2 separate regions of the Rattus norvegicus genome follow, and region 2 is linked to region 1. Evidence: chromatin contacts called from public Hi-C data. All regions are on one chromosome and are shown on one strand. Each heading gives the region's core, a stretch centred on a gene start, on an enhancer-like site or on the middle of the called end of the contact. The rest is flanking DNA. Distances are from core to core; before and after follow the strand shown.

Region 1 (2,646 bases), core at 71-2,570:
TCATCAATTATCCTGAGAAAGTATAAAATCCAAGAACAATAATAAAGTGATGGTGCTGCCTTATCTACTTCATCCAGTATAAATATAGGTATCTATTTATGTTCCCCTCTCTCTGTCTCTGTCTCTGTCTCTGTCTCTGTCTCTCTCTCTCATTTCTTTCTTTTCTGTCTGGTTCACAAATAGTTAATGAACTCTGAACCTCTTACCTGGTCAGTGAGCCATCCCTGAGTCAAAGAGGATAATACCCAAGTAACTGAGTTTTTTTTCCCCTGTTGCTCTCAGAAGGAATTAATTGTCAGATGCCAATAGCTGTTGGCTCCTGAATAACAAGAGAGAATTAGATTTCCAGAAGTCATCAGCTTTTGGTCCTGGTTGCAGATGCTACTCTCTTGCCTTCCCCGGGTACCTGAATGTTGAGCAGGACCTGGGCATTGTATTCAGATACCTCAGTATACCAGGAATGGCAGTCAAGTGTACTTCAGACCCAGAGACTTCCTAGCTTTCTTTCACTAATAGCTTTACTTCTGAATTTGCATTGGAGGAGAACCAATACATTTTTCTTTCTCATACGTGTTAAAGCACAGGTGCTCAAATACGGAGAAGGGTCTAACTAATTATAGGACCTGGATCCCTCATGTGATGTGAGCTGTCTTCATTCTCATTTCCCTGTTGGTTGGAGCAGGCATGACAGGCTACACTGCAGTTTAAACTTCAACCCTATTCATGGGGTTTAAAAACCACTAAGGAATTCAGTGTTCTAGTAGACATAGATTGGAGTCATTTGGAAAATTCTACTTCCCATATGGAAACCCAGTTTGACTCTTTAGCCGAGGATGATATTCAGAATTAAAGAGAATTGGCCGTCCTCTTTAGGAGATAAGAATGCCTCTGCATGGCATTAAGAGAAACTTGTTGCTTCTATGCCAATCAGTCAGGAATAATTAGATAAAATTTAGCCATGGTCAAAAATAACCATCAAGGAAAAAGAAAAGAGGCATCGAGATTCTAAACTGGTACTAATCTTTGTTCTCCTTGTCTACTTTATAGCCATGACTAGATAATTAATCCTGTTTTTCCTAGCTGTCAGTATAAGACCCTGCTTGCTCAATTACTTACTTAGATATTTAAGACAGAGAATAAATTCTGTTAAAACATTAGTGCTAAGGAGATGGTATAACCTGTTGCCCTAAGGTGAATCCATGTGTTGACCATGCCCATAGAAACAGTGGCGAATGTGACAGGCCTTCCAGAGCTTAGTAAGTCATTAGCTCTTAGTACAATTGACACTATGATGGAAATACCCTTCAGGTCTTGGAACCCAGCATGTTGACAGTGTTGCCTTGCAAAATGAGAACCAAAACCTAATCCATCAAAGTTCATAGTTCAGGAAAATCTCTACTTGTACTAATATTGGCTTTTAGCTTTGTAGTTTGTAGTTTGCTTCTGGCTAACTGTTCTTGCTGAATGAGGTGTGTTAACCAAGTATGTTGTTTTGTGCTCAAAAGCTCACCCTGGGAAAGACAGGATTTCACTGGGGTCCTGAACAGGTAGATTAGTTGCCAGGTGGCTAATAAAGACTTTTTATTGGCTTGAATCTGTGTCTGAGTGCTCTTCTCTGGTAAGTAGCCCACAACACCTGAGCAAGTAGGTAGCAAAAAATAATCAAGCTCAGAGCCAAAATCAATAAAAATAGAACAAATGAACAAAACCATTCAAAGAATCAATGAAACAAATGTTCGGTTCTTTGAGAAAATCAATAAGATTCACAAACCCTTAGCCAAGTTAACTAAAGGACAACTGAGAATATGTAAATTAACAAAATTAGAGACAAAATGGATATATAACAGCAGACAAGAAATCACTCATAAGGACATATTTTAAAATCTGTAGTATACATAATTGGAAAACATGGACAAATTTGTTGACATTATCACTTATAAAAGTTAAATCAAGATCAGGCAGGCATCTAAACAGATATATAATTCCTAGTGAAGAAGAAGCAGTAATTAAATGTCTACCAACCAAAAAAAGACCCAGGGTCAGATTGATTTAGAACAGAATTCCACCAGATTTTGAAAGAATTAATGCCAATATTCCCCAAATTATTCCCTAAAATATAAACAGAAGAAACACTGTATAATATTTTTTACAATCAGGTCCACAATTATACTATACCTAAGACACCGAACACCCACAAAGAAAAAGTTATCATTGAACAATTTCCCTTATGAATATAGATGCAAAAATTCTCAAACTGAATTATAAGAACAATCAAAAGGACCATCAACTATGATCAAGTAGGTGTCATACTTGATCATAGCAGTGACATAGGGATGGTTCAAGATATATAAATCTAATCAATATTACTCACCAGATAAACAGACTAAAAGACAAAACTGTGTGATCATTTCATTAGATGAAAAAAAAAGGCATTTGGAGAAAAATCCAACATCCATCCATGATGAAAGCGAACATAAGAAAGGCAGTTTACAGCCAATACCCTGCCAACTCCAAGCTAAATAGAGAGAAACTCAAAGCATTTGCACTAAAATCAGGAACAAGATAAGATTTTCTATCCTCTCCATACCTATTCCATACAGTACTTGAATGCTTAGCTAGAGCAATAAAGCAACAGAAGTAGATCAA
Region 2 (2,646 bases), core at 85-2,584, 210 kb after region 1:
TCCTTCCTTCCTTCCTTCCTTCCTTCCTTCTTCCATCCCTCTCTTTCCCTCTTTTTCTTTCTGAGAGAGTTATGTATATGAGTATGTTGGGGCCCACAGAAAACAGAGGCACCACATCCTCCTTAACTGGACTTATAGTCAGTTATGAACTACACAGTTTGGCTCCCAGGACCAGAACTCATGAGAATTCTAACTGCTCTTTTAGGATGTCCTAGTTTTGAAAAAGTAGTTTCTACTCAGAAGTTGAAAAATTACTAATATGTTATAAAGACATACTCTGATATTTGCGTAAGTTAAAGTGTTAGCAGCTTTCTTTGAAAACTACAACCAAGACAAAATAATAAGTAAGATATGATTTTATTTTTTTAAGGAGATGTACCAGGGAGATGATTCAGGGCTTAAAAGTTCTTGCCAAATAAGCCTAACCATCTGACCTGTATCCCAGGAACCTAATGGATCATCAGTAGAGGACAGATTCCTGTGAAAACGTGACTCCTACACATATGCCATGGCCAGATATGCCTCTCTCAAGTAATAAAGCAATTTTTTAATGGGCCAAATGTATAACTCTCCAATGTTTCAAATAGGTGAATGTGACTCTTGGATATTATTATTTATAGTACAGTAAAATCTGTTGTTTTGTTTGTTTGTTTTTTTCTGAATAAAGTTGACTCTCAACACTACTGCTCTCCTATAGCTTCCAAGAGTCAAGGAGAAACTGCTGCACTGGGTTGCTTTTGAAATTGTTACAGTGGTAGAAAAGGCCCTTTAAGGGGAAACTTCAGCTTAAGAATAAACCTCAAATCTGCCTGAAGACATATTACAGTGACTACAATATCACACAGAACTCTCTGTCTTCCTGCCTTTTGAAAAGTAGACTTGAAGAGTACTTCCAATGTCACAGAACGTTGAGTGGAAAGTCCTGTAACTTTGCTTGCTTTTCTTCGACTTCTCCCTGTCCCTATAGTTGACATCCAACAGTGGGAAGCACAGATGACCAGCCTAGAAAAAAATACTGACTTTCTATTTAGCCGAGCCATTCATGTCCACAGTGTGTGTTCTGTGGGTCTGGACAAATGGCTGCATAATCGCGTCCCACAATGACACCTTTACTTTGTCACACAATATAGTCTCACTGCCTAAATGTCCCTGTCCTGCTGGTGAAATATCTCCCCAACCCAGGCCAGAAGTCTTTCCTGGGTTCTCTGCTTCCCAGATCTGCTGCAGGCCAGAGCCAGAGGTCCTTGTCACTGAATCAGTCTCCACTCTGAGGCAGGAAGAGGTCTATTAGTCTCTAGTTGAGGGATCTGGAATTAGAAGCATCTGTTTTGGGAAGGGTTGAAAATTCCTGTCTCCTTAGTAAGGTCAGCTTAGGTTTCGTTTCTCAATCAGAGTGCTCTGAAAGAGAAACGAAACACAAAGTAAACCAGAAACAAACATAAAATCAGTCTCCAAATGGCGCCAGCATGGCTCCTGACCTTGTTCCAGCAGTTTAGAATGTTTATTTAAAGTAAAGGATACAGTGATCTGGAAGTTGAAAGAGAGAGCTAGTGGCAAGAGGATTTGGGAGGAAGAAAAAGACCTTTGTTTTGAGCTGGCAGGCCTTTGTCTCAGGTCAAGAGGGTATAGGAGCTCTGCTTGCATGTATGTCTGAGAACCACTTAAGTGCAGGAGAGGCCAGAAGAAGGTATCTAAGCCTCCATAATCAGAATTATACAGATGGTGTGAGCAGTGAGTGCTCTGAGAATTGCACCCTGGTCTTCTTCAAGATCAGCAAGTGCTCTTAACCAATGAGCCATTGCTCCAGTCCTGCCTGTGGGATGATGGCCTTATGCAGACGAAGGCAGGTACAGGATAGAACAAGGCCCGTCATTGGACAAGAAGAAATGATGGGTGGGAGAAAAAAGTTTTAAAGGAGGAGGAGGAGACTGGGAGAGAGGAGCAGCCAAGAGAACATGGAAGTGGATATTAAAATTCCTCTCTACACATTTATAGTTTGTTATGAATATTCTTAAGAGATGGAATGTACAGGATTTTGTATGTCTAGGTGAGCAAATTATATCTTATCAATTGGATCAGATGTTATTGTGTTATGTATTCCTTCATGTGGTGATTTAATTGAGTTCAAGAGAGTATGTGGTGGCTGGACACACTGGGCCACCATGGAATTGGGATGTGTATGTCTGGCATGGTGGCGATCTGCCTTGGGAACTAGATGGGTAGAGAGATTGTTGCCAGGCTCAGAGATTAGCCATCCGCAATGTAATATGGGTTGGAGCTAAGTGGGTGAGAAGCTTTGCTGCTAAGATATAAATATCTAATAGATGCCATGTGGCCCTACAGTGTTGACTCTAGTGGGGATTAAAAGAAGCGATTTTATTAATTTACAGCAACACCTGCCTTCACCCAAAGTACAACTGTGCTATCACTGCTTAGCTGCTGGATGTTGTGTATTGCCTTTGTCTGTTCTATTATAGGAATATAACAGAGCATTCCATGGTAATGAATATATTACCCTTTCCAAAATGCACTACATTTTCTTGTTACTCATGTGTTGCACATGCTTAGTTCTCGATTACACTCTATCACAAACTGAAGTGTGCTGTATCATTTTGATTTACTTATCATGAGTTATAATGCAATAAG

What was found. A called contact is a pair of places that touch in the nucleus more often than the background predicts.
Region 2: a contact with region 1 is called in a Hi-C map of liver, with 4 times the contacts expected there. The contact joins two enhancer-like sites. A contact is called at or near these places in 3 of 12 Hi-C or Micro-C datasets (hepatocytes, kidney and liver).

Annotation. Positions count from the first base shown.
Region 1 is chr4:164,083,676-164,086,321 of GRCr8, forward strand. No RefSeq gene overlaps it. Among named protein-coding and RNA genes, the nearest start is that of Klrb1c, 17 kb to the left of the region's middle. Within about 2 kb of position 1,321, at least 2 of the 93 cell types and tissues checked have an H3K27ac peak or open chromatin away from gene starts, as enhancers often do. A contact at or near this core is called in liver, where this site is marked.
Region 2 is chr4:164,298,132-164,300,777 of GRCr8, forward strand. It overlaps the pseudogene Rhox5-ps1. Among named protein-coding and RNA genes, the nearest start is that of Clec2g, 4.4 kb to the right of the region's middle. Within about 2 kb of position 1,335, at least 39 of the 93 cell types and tissues checked have an H3K27ac peak or open chromatin away from gene starts, as enhancers often do. A contact at or near this core is called in liver, where this site is marked.